Linked DNA regions of Capsicum annuum: region 2 is linked to region 1. A link is a contact called in public Hi-C data. All regions are on one chromosome and are shown on one strand. The core of a region is the stretch at or near the end of the contact, and the rest is flanking DNA. Distances in the headings are between cores, read along the strand shown.

The links. Hi-C and Micro-C count contacts between places; a contact is called where the count stands out from the background.
Region 2: a Hi-C map of leaf shows a contact between it and region 1, with 2.5 times the contacts expected there. The contact joins the promoter of LOC107842412 here to the enhancer-like site in region 1.

Annotation. Positions count from the first base shown.
Region 1 is chr1:182,847,593-182,853,657 of UCD10Xv1.1, forward strand. No RefSeq gene overlaps it. Among protein-coding and RNA genes, the nearest start is that of LOC107842421, 45 kb to the left of the region's middle. Within about 2 kb of position 1,414, at least 2 of the 5 cell types and tissues checked have an H3K27ac peak or open chromatin away from gene starts, as enhancers often do. A contact at or near this core is called in leaf, where this site is marked.
Region 2 is chr1:182,947,233-182,953,367 of UCD10Xv1.1, forward strand. It overlaps LOC107842412 (tubby-like F-box protein 3), which reads left to right and starts at 1,644. Exons shown (of 6, transcript XM_016686254.2): 1 at 1,644-2,754; 2 at 3,544-3,631; 3 at 3,800-3,929; 4 at 4,011-4,190; 5 at 4,308-4,794; 6 at 5,477-5,793. The coding sequence starts at 2,461. The coding sequence ends at 4,782.

The sequences.
Region 1 (6,065 bases), core at 164-2,663:
TTAATCAAGTAATCCATATATATACGACTTCCGTATTTTTTAAATAACAAGGTTCTGATACCAATTGTAGGCCTATTCTAGCAGCTCATCTTTGTAGAGACTTTCAGACTTATTGTTAGAAATTCAGCTTGTGATCTCATATTCTACTATTGTTGATTGGTTTTCTTTTGAACATTTAATTTATTATTCATTTCATCTTTTGCGTAACTGTTTCTATGAATTATTTTTGGAATTCTTAGCTTAATGATTGTCCTTGGATTAGCTTGGGATAACTTGTGACTCTAAACACTATTTTATGACTAGGGACCGTCTTGGGTTGTAACACCCCCTTGTGGAATATCAATAGTTAGAATATCCATTGATGCCCTTGAAAATAAACATCTAAACAAAGCTTCTCTAGTGCATATGCTTCTACAAATTAGTCAATTTATCAAATTAAAATATATTAAATAAAGTTAAATCTATTTATAAGGGCACAAAAGGGGATAAAATACAATTAAAATGAAAAAGATTTTGGAGATCTTATTTTAGTGGATTGTCCAAATGGAAGTTTGGTAAGAGGAAATTTCCGAGACACGTCTTGACACACTAGAGTATTAGTTTGATGGGTTTGGCCAAAAAGAGAGGAAAAAAGATAAATACTGCTATTTCACATGAAAATGAAAGCAAGAGAGTGCAGAATCTTATGCAAATGACCTAGTTATGATATCATAACCCACTTGAAAAGTGAAAATTCCCTTTTGGAGAATCTCTATCTTTTTCTTTACACTTCACACGATCCTTGTTTACTTTTATGAAGATTGTAGATCCAGGTGGAAAGTTTCATCACTTTTTTTATTACAAAAAATTCCTCCCTTTATTCAGTTGAAGTGCACTTACCTCACATTTTAAATCTTGTTTAAACCTTGGAATATCATAATAAGACAATGGTAATCGACATTTAATGGTTCTGTTTTGTTTGCATATGCTCTCTAAATTCAAGCAATTTAGGCTTCACACTGCTATTCTAATGTATATTATAATGAACTTAGGCTACGATTTAATGGAACTACATGGGAGAAGGTTAAATATAATTTCTTTTAAGTTCATGGAGTGAGGCGACCTCAGAATGGCAATCAAGGTTGCATAGTTTTTTCTTGGTATTACTTAAATTTAGTGTTCGAACATTGCGAACTAAATCATCTTTGTAAATTAAAAGTGTTTTACTTTGAAGTGGGACAGTTTTCATGCTAATTTGAATTAGTCAGACTTCAAATTCAGTACTGAACATTAGTTGAAGATGAATTCAATGTTGCAACATTTCATTCATCCCTTCCGGCCGATACCGGGTGTAAAGCCAAAAAAAGATTAATTTTTGAGGTGTGATAATCATGTCTACATTACTAGGTCCCGTTTTGTTTAGCACCCTAGCAAACGAATGTCGAGAATGGACCTTGAGCCTAACTCAACCTCAAAAACTAGTTCAAGAGCTGAGGATTACCCAAATCACTCTAACACCCCCCACGCCTAGGCCCAACTGGCACTGGCGCGTGGATCGGGAGCTCGAAACGAGGATGGACCTGACTCTGATACCATGTCAAGAAAAAGTTGGAACAAAGTTTGGGAAAAATTTTTCTGTGTATATTCTTTGTCAATGACCTTTATTTATACAAGATAAACTTAAGAAAGAACCTTCCCTTCTAAGCTAAAGAATGAAACTAAAAATACTAAATATATAAAAGAATAAACTTCTCTTCTAAGTTAGAATAAAGTAACCTTCTATTCTAAGTTGACCCATGTTCTTGTTTGCTACTGAAAATATTTATTTCGACCCAAATGATTATTTCGCCTAACAAATGAAGCTTTCTTGTTTTGATCGAATGACGCTCTTCCTTTATTCTCAACAACTAATTCACAACAAAAATCTAACGATACATTATTCAGATATAAGTTGAACCTAGCAATTAAAGTTATGAGACAATGCTTGCTTAATGCCAGAGTAACCAAATGCTTTGGCAGTTAACGAATCCCTTGAATCAAAAATATTATATTGTACGACAAAAGTATTTCTTTTTAAATATATAGAAATTATTGAAGCTTTTTTTTTTTTTTTTACATAATTGATACTTCTAGTGTAATTGCAAAGGATGTTTTATTACACAAGAGTCAAGACCCTAGAGATAAACCACTATTTTGCCAATCCTACACACTAAAATGGTGCGTGATTTTATCGTTGATCTCTTCATTATCTTGAATCAAACATCCCATGATTGAAACATCCTCTCTTGGAAATGATCTGGAAATCAAATCTCACTTTCACACCGATCTCAAGTGCAACATCATTGAGCTTACACTTCAAGTATTCAATTTTGTTTCTATTCAATTCGAATCCTTTGGATCCTAGTGTTTGTCTCCAAACATTTAGCCTAATGTTAACTTCACTCCTAGTCTCGTCAATCATAATAATGTCATTGACGAATAGCATACACCATGGTACCTCAACTTTAATATGACGCGTCAGTTCATTCATAACCAATGTGAAAAGAAATGAATTAAAAGTTGATTGTTGAAGATAATGATCACAATGTAGTAGATAATGATCAAAAGTGCAATCAGTGTATTGTTAACTCTAGATAAGATCGAGTAGGAGTTTTACAGTGAGAGAGAGTCCTTGTGTAAGTCTACAACTTGTATAGTACGACAAGTGTATAAAACCTAGGACTTTAACTCAATCAGTCTACTATCATGTATAAATACATGTGTCACAGTTCAATAATAGCATTCAAAAATCTTTCTCCAATTTCCTCATTTCTTGTATTGTATATTTTTACATGGTATTAGAGCAATCTTAACCTTACACTACAAATATTTTGTAAGATCATTTGTCCAAAACAATGGCACCAAATACTGTTTCGCCCTCAATTCTCCTATCACTTTTAGTAGTCTATTTGCACCACCTCATTGTTGTTTGTCCTATCAAAGTTCAGCCCGCGAATTATGAGAACATAGGTTAGGCAACTTATGTAAGTCACAAAAGGGACTACATTGGTCAAGAATGACAAACTTAACAAAACAACAACATTTGATGTAGAGAAGAGTGAAACTTCTACGTTAAAGAAAGTTGATAAACCAAGTGAGAAGGATGATTGGGAAAAGAATGATGTCTTATTGCAAACTTGGATATCAGGAACTATGACTGAAGAAAGCATGTATCTTGTAGTAGGATATTCCACAATAAAGGAAATATGGGAATATTTGAAAGAAGCATTTCTGCAGGCAACAAAAGACGAAGAGTTCCAATATAAGCAAAAATTACAAAATGTTAAAAATATATTTTCATATATAGTGAATATCTAATTTACCATATTTAGTGAATGTCTATTTTACCATATATAGTGAATATATATTTATGAAAAAGTTAGAAACTAAAGGTTAGTTTTTTCCTATAAATTATCAGCACGAGACTCTGCCAAACATGGTGAAATTATAAATCTAAAGGTAATTTCAAGGTTAGTAATTTATTATGGTATTTATATTATTGTTATATTTGAGGAAAAATAATTGATTTAGAACCACTTATGCTTTAAATTTGTTCATGAAGAACAATATTGTTAAAAGATATGATGATAAATAAAAGTCTCATGTTTTGTAGCCTAAGACGCCTTTATATAGATAAGACATTGAGTTTGAAACTCAATACACCATATTGATGATATTATGATGGCTAAGGCAACATAAATTCCATTGATATGCTCTATTCCATGATGAATCGGAAAGTTGACAACTTGTTGCATTCTTGAAGTAAATAATAAATCCCATTGAAATGCTCTATTCCATGATGAATCGGAAAGTTGACATCTTGTTGCATTCTTGAAGTAAATATGATAGCAATGCATAATATGTCTGAAAGGAGACAAACAATGATATTTTCACAAACTTATTGTGATTAAAATTAAAGATATGTTGGAGAAAAGTTTTCTACATTATATGTATGCCTCAGTTTACTCCTGAAGTAGCAATATTTTAAATGAGGCTAAAAGCTATCATAATTTGATAGGCTTAAGGAACAATTATATTTCATTCCTGGGGAATGAGAAATTTATTAATATAAACGTGCACTTAATTGTGATGGTATCACAACTCACCTCCGAATGAGGCAGAATAACCGAGAAGAGTTATTTTGAAATCTACTTCTAAAGTAGTAAATCTGAAATTTATTCATGTAATAGTAAATCTGAAATTTAATAAAGAAAAAAGTACATGTCATGATAAACTTGGAGTTTACTAGTATAAAATTTCATAAATTGACATGAACGATTGTGACATCCTAGAGATGTGCATAGTGAGTATTAAACATATATTGAAGAAATAAAAAATTCTTCATGAACTTTTAATGTTGCTTATTCTCTTGATAAGTTGGTTGGACCAACTAATGTTGGGATTTGATCCCTCAAAATCTGAAAAGTATAAAAGGTGAATATAAGCTCGTTCATCTGTCATGTGATCTATTAAGATGCATCGATATAAGAAGATCACATGTGAGTTTATTTTCAACCTACAGTTTGAATTTATAAAGTTGCTTGCTCAATATAAATTGAGTTAAGAACATAATTTTTAGATTGTGTAATCAAAGAAATTCATCTTGATAATGCTAGTTAAGTTGGTGTTAAATGCCTTTAATAAATAGATGAACTATTGCTAATGAGAATAAAAGGTTCATGTGTTGATTTGAAATATTGTATACAAAAGTACTTGTATGCATCAAGCCAATAAGTTATGATTAATTCCCCTCAAATTTGGTTCTGAGTCAGGAACCACACATTGTCCATCTAATAATTTTGATGTGGGGTATATAATTAATGAATATACCATAATGCATAAAGATGGATCCCTCAAAGAAGATGGAGGATGTATGTTAAGGGGAAATTGTAAGCAACTATGAAATATGTTAAGAATTATTATTAGATCCTCATTCAAAAGATAATTCAAGTTTAATGCCAAAAGCATATCATATTTATGCTACAAGTGCTCCTATTTTGTGTCCCTGAAGGATAAGGTCTATGCATGCGTGAAGTGTGATAGACCAATCGGTTCTAAATGAAATAATCCTTGAAAAGAATAAGGAGCAAATAATCATAATAAGAAGGCGACATAACACTTTATGAAACTTATGAGAGGTTCAAGTACCTGAAAATAATGAAGGAATGAGATCTCAAAATATTATGTCACGCTGTGAACCGACACGAAATGATATATCATTAATATTTTTTATACAATATTGATGCAATATTGTGAAAGATTATGAGGATCTGAATTCTAAGTTTATTTAAGCATGCTGACGCAGAAATATTTATCAAGTGACATGAAAGGATACATCTTGATAAGAATAATACTTATTAAATTTGCAATACAAACACTTGAAGATGTCACTCATGAAATGTTGAATATTGTCACTTGACAAAATTTACATGAAAATTTTTAAGGATCCAAAATATTTAAAGCATATAAAAGTTTCTGAGAAACTTATTTATAATCATTCTATTGTATAGGCTTATAGCTTGAAAATTATTGAAACTCTTGGAGAGTTTTCAAAAGCAATAGATTATTTGTTGAAATGAGAAACATACCAAATTGGATTAGTCCTGAAGTACCATATCTTAGTGCAATTGATGCACTAATGTATCTTGCAAATACTACAAGGCATGACATAGCCTTTTTCGGTCAATTTGTTAGCAAGGTATATATAGTTCTGCTCCTACTAGCAGACATTGAAATGAGATCAAACATATGGGCTTATTTATTCTACAGATTCTAGTCCAGATCTAGTTGGTTGTGCTGATATTGGGTACTTATCTGACCCGTATAAAGCTTGTTCTCAAATAAGTTATGTATTCATATATGGGGGTATTGCCATATCTTGGAGATATACAAAGTAGTCTATTTAGCCACTTCATTGAACTATGCTGAGATAATAGCTATTCATGAAGCTAGTTGAGAATGTGTATGATTAAGGTCTATAATACATCTCATTCGCGAAAAATGTAGTTTGAAATGTGATAAAGTACCCATGATTTTTTTATAAGGAT
Region 2 (6,135 bases), core at 394-2,893, 100 kb after region 1:
GCAAATTTTTTAAAACAACTTTAATCTATACTCATGATCAAACACAACACCAATTTCAACTTCAAAAAATTATTATTTTCATGACCAAATGATTACTAAGACCATCTTCAACCACACTACATTTTACACTCTATTTTACACTCTAAATATATAGATTCTCCATATTTGGAGAACACCAACTCTAACCAACAACTCTATTTTACACTTTTAAAAGGAATCTTCTCTATATTTGGAGAGTGATTATTTATTTTCTTTGCATATATAGACTTTAGAGGGAAATATAGAAGATGGCTGGAGTTGCATTCTCTATCTAAATAGTCATCCAAATTTATGAAATTTTCTTCAAATATCACTTATATTTCATTTACGATTACAATATTACTCAACTATCACTCTATTTCTAAAAAAATACAAAATACTTCAAAAGTCTTCTTCTCTCTTAGTTGGCATGTCATGTCATCAAAACCTCATTTTTTAGAAATACTAAACTATTTAACTCATTAAACTCATAATCAAAATATAATTATATTCTCCTTTTCTAAAAAAATGCATCAGTTTATAAAAAAAATTATACTTAGAAAATTTTTATCAGTATTAAACTTAAAAAATATTTTTTCAATGGTTATTTTTTTGAATGATCACTCATATTTTTTGAATTGCCTATAAAATTACTTTTATTTTTTTTAGATATAATAATATGATTCAACTACCATTATTATTCTAAAAAAAAAATTAAGTATCTCATAAGTCTCTCTCTCTTCTAATTGACATGTCATGTCATTAATTTTTTTTAAAAATAATAGACCTATTTAACTCATCAAATTATTTAGTCAAAATTATATTCTTATTCTTTTCTTTTTTAAAAAATACATTAATTTATTAAGAAGGAATTTTCATGCTTAGAAATCTTTTACCATTACTTATACTTTCATTTTTTCTAAAGTTATTTTTTGAGATTGTTATCCATGTTTTTGAAGTTGCTTACAAAAATCACTTTTGTTTTTGTTAAGATAATAATATCACCCAATTATTAATATTTTTCTCAAAAAATCATTAAATACCTCAAAAGTCTCTTTCTCTTGTAATTAGCATGACATATCAATAACTATCATTTTTTTTAAATAAACATATTAACTCATCAAACTCATTTAACGTAAATTATAATCTTTTTTTTTTTAAATACTACATTAATTTATAAAAATAAATTCTCATACTTAGGTATTTATACTTTTTCTTTCTAGAATTATTTTCCTAAATAATCATTCAGATTTTTATATATAATTGTCTACAAAGATCAATTATTTTTTGATGAAAATAATATCACTAAATTGGATAAGTTATCTAATTTTTTTAATTTGCATGTAAAATAATATGATAAAGATTAATCATAGTAAAGAATTTCTAAGAATGAAAATTAAACTAATATATTTTTTAAAAAATAAAAAACTATAATTTTAATTAAATGAGTTTAATGAATTAAATAATTTATTATTTAAAAAATATGATTTTAATAACATGACATGTCAATTAAGAAAGAAAAATTCTTTAAAAATATTTAATAATTTTTTAAGAAAAAAATAATAATTTAATAATATTATAATCAAAATATAAATAATATTTTAAAAAATTTTCAAAACTCGAGTGGTTGGTTATTTAGGAAATTCACTCCAGCAGAGTTTAGACGAGAAAATAGGGGATGATCGGAGATATCCCAAAACTACATATGCTCTAGAAAAAGAGGAAATATGGGAGTGGGACCTTTCACTCAATGATTCACTTATCTATCCACTACTAGTCCGGTACCAGACTACCAGGACTAGCTAGTAGCACTCTCTCTCTCGAGACAGCTCCCCCATTTCTTACCACTATTTATCCTTAACCCCTTTTCAGGAAAAATACATGAATCACAGTTTCCATATTCCTTTTACCCCATCGACTTCCTCCTCTTCTTGAAAAATCCTAATCTTTAACGCATATTTTTCCACTTTCACCTCCATAAGAATCTTTATCTTCACTTTCGTTTTTATTTATTTATGCTTCTCTATCACTTCAAGATTCACCTATTTTTATCTCTTCTGAATAATCAACAACTCAGATTTCTCTGTTTAATTCAATTCATACGCATGCCTTCTTCTTGTTTTGCCTTGATTATTTTTGAGTCTCATCATGAATAGATGTTAAAGATTCAGCTATATTTATCTCTTCTGAATAATCAAGTACTCAAATTTCCAGTTTAATTCAGACCCCATCTAAGTTTCTTGTTGTTTTTGCCTTTTTTTTTTTGAGTATAAACATGAATGAATGTTAAACATTCAATCTTTTTGGTGTTTGGTTAATCTTGGATTTCAGATCTGTTTTTATGGTGCATTTTGGATTGTGAATTTTGAGGTTTTTGGTTGAATTTGTAAGGATTGTTTGAGAAATCATTTTTGTGTTTTTAGCATTTTCTGGTTTTGTGGGATGAAGTGGGGATATGGGTCAAAGTCAAGGTGTCGCCAGAGTTCAGTGGTTGCTGTGGCAGAAGAAACAGAAGGAATTGATCAAGTGTTTGTGGAAAGTTGTTGGACTAATTTGCCTTTAGAATTATTGAGAGAGGTTCTTATGAGGATTGAGGACACTGAATCTAAATGGCCTTTGAGGAAAAATGTTGTAGCTTGTGCTGGAGTCTGTAGGAGCTGGAGGGACATTATGAAGGAGTTGGTCAAGACTCCTGAAGTCTCTGGCAAGTTAACTTTCCCTATTTCTGTCAAACAGGTAAATAAATTTCCATCTTCCACTTGATTAACGGTGTGTTAGTTCTATTTTTTCTTTGTTGGAATTGCCTTGTTTTTTTAGATGGTTTTGTTTTATGACTTATAGTCTAGACTAATACAATTTCATTTCTTCAAGACTTAGATTTGTTATGTGTTATACAGCTTGAATTAGTTCAAGATTAGATTAGGCTTAAGCTGAGCTTGAGGAAGCCATTGAAATGATACACGTTTGGCACTAGGCCACTCTTTGGTTCATTTTCCATATTTTTGGTGGCATCTATTCTATCTTCTTGCTGATTATGTTCACCCTCCACACCAATTTATGTGCCACCTTTTATTTCGAGATTCAAACTAGTCTTATCTTTGACTGTATTTTTCATATATCTTTTAGTAAATATTTGAATTGTCAATTACTGTGACTTATGGTATTTTTTACTTAGTTTACAAATATAGGTATTTTCTTTCAAAAAAATTGACAATTTCACGGTTAAAATTAAACTTCCCGACTCTCAAAATCTGAACCGTGCCACATAAACTGGGACAGAGGGCGTACTTTTTTCTGTTTACACAACTCTTCCAAGTTTTATTCTTCTTCAAATATGAATTATACTGTCTAATTGCTGGGTAATTTTGGATCAAGGATGGTGAGTCATTCCTCCCATGAGCGAAAAATAAGAAAGAAGTAAAAAATTGTAAAGTCCCTCATAAGAATTTACATATAAGGTATGAAGTTCATTATTACTTTTATCCTTGTTTCATGTATTCTTAGTAGTATTCCGAATTGTTGCAGCCTGGTCCACGAGACACGCTCCTTCAGTGCTTTATAAAGCGAAACCAGACAACACAGACATATCATCTATACCTCAGTTTGACTCAAGGTGAGCATTTATTTACTGTTTCCGAATCTGAGGCCTTCAGTTTTATTGAAGTTTTATCTTTTCAAACGAGGGGTTGCGTGGAGGGAAGCATGATGTTATGTTCAGCTAGAATATACCCTCAAGTTTGGAATCATCTTACATTTTTCTTTCATCTGCTTATTGTGGCAGCATTGGCTGATGATGGCAAATTTCTTCTTGCTGCTCGAAAGTACAGGAGGCCCACCTGCACTGACTATGTTATGTCACTGGATGCAGATGAAATGTCAAAGGGAGGTGGCACTTGTATCGGGAAATTAAGGTATGGCTTGCTTATTGTTGATGGGGTGAGTGGTAAAGCTTAGGTAGTGTATAAAAGAGTCTCTTTTTTTTTTTTGGCTAGATCAAATTTCCTTGGAACCAAGTTTACTGCATATGATTGTATTCTACCTTATGCTGGAGCCAAGCTGGTGAAGAGCCGTTCGACTAGGCTTGTAGGCTCAAAACAAATGAATCCTAGAGGGCCTTCTGGAAACTATGAAGTTGCTCATATTTCCTACGAGTTGAATGTACTTGGAGCCAGGTGAGGCTTTAATTTTCTTGCAAAAGTTTGGAGTAGGCTACTAAATAAATTAACTGCTCTCTTTGCTCTATGGACTAAATTTCTCTTGACACATGAATCATCTTATGTAACTAGCAGGGGGCCAAGAAGAATGCATTGTGTGATGGATGCTATCCCAGCTTCTGCCATTAAGCCTGGAGGTACAGCTCCCACACAGGTTGAATTTCCAATGGGCAATAGTGGTTCCTCTCTTCCAATGCGATTTCTTCAATCCAAATCAAGTCTTCGCTTGGAGAAGTCTTTGTCTGGGCCTATAGAAACTCAAAGAGAAGGTTCACTGGTTCTGAAAAATAAGGCTCCCAGATGGCATGAGCAGCTCCAATGCTGGTGTTTGAACTTTCATGGTCGGGTAACTGTTGCCTCAGTGAAGAACTTTCAGTTGGTGGCTTCTCCAGAGAATGGTGTGGCTGGACCAGAACACGAGAAGGTTATTTTGCAGTTCGGCAAAGTAGGGAAGGATATGTTTACAATGGATTACCGCTATCCGCTATCAGCATTCCAGGCATTCGCAATATGCCTTAGCAGCTTTGACACTAAAATTGCTTGTGAATAACTTGTCTTCAAGGTTAGGCTCTACCTCTTTCCTTGCAGAAGTTCAAATTTACAATCAAACATTTATTACATAGTCTTTCATAGTTATCAATATAATGAGGATTTTCTTGAGCGTTACAACAGTCATGGAGGAAACTTTTATCATTTCATTCTACAACTTTGTCACTTGCATTGAACCTTTTAATCTAAATTCCTGTTTTTGGTCGTCGAAGAGTTTAGATTCAAGCATCTTTCTTACATGAGAATAGTTCGACTTGATGAAAGATTTTAACTCCATTTTCTCATCCATTTCAATTTTAATATCTAAAGATCATTGGGGTGTGCATATTGTGTCTCCCCTCTAGTTATTGCAGCCTTAAGGCTCTTCGAGCTGGTCATGCAATTAGTTGAATTACCAAAAGGAATTCGCAGTAGGTGTGGCTTAACATTCTCTTTTAAGCTTCTACTGTGGCTTAATGTTCTCTTTTAAGCTTGCAATTAATTGCTACATAAAGGGAAGAGAGGATGTTCTGTGTTGTTTCGTTTAGGTGGTTTAGAACACATAATCAATGAGTAGAACAGATAAAAGTAGATTTCACATGGTACATCGGTATTTTAGAAATTCAAGTATTATGACACGTCACACAAAGTACCAACTTTTATTACCTTGAGTATGTTTCTGGCTTCTAAATCCCGTCTTTGCATTTGTTTGACAGCGGGGCGTGGATGCTTGGAAGTGCAATAATTCCAGCGGCGAAGTGATTGATTGCGAAGCACGAGAATGGCGCAAATGCAAATAAGATGCCAGATTAGTTGATATCATTAGTTCTTGTATGTTTTCTCAAGGACCACACCAAAAACTAAAGAATCACAGAATGTTGCAGCTAAAGATTCGAGAAAAATATTATGATCCTCTATTACATACTGTTTTGTACATTTTGTTTTTCTGTACATAATTTACTTAAATCATCTCCTTCTTTGAAAAGTCTTGTGATGCTGCTGTTGCCTTTTGAATTTTCATAACCTTCCTTCCCTTTCTCTCTTTATCTTTTACTATATATGTACTTTCAGTGTTTTTCATAATTTGCTGCTTGAAAACATTTGATGTCATATTTTCAAGATTTTGTCCTGTGTGGATATGGTTTTATTTCTTTCCCTTTTCCTCTTTAACTTTCTATTTTATTTATAGCAACTTTACATGCGTGGTGCAGAGATGATATTTAAATGTCTACTATCTAAATTTATTTGAATATCTCGAGTCGTTTGAATTATTCCCTCCAATTTATTTGTCTTTCTTTTTCTTTCTAATCCGTTTCAAAAGTAATCCCTCTTTTTTCTTTATTGCTAACTTTTTAATTTTAATTTTTCAGATAAC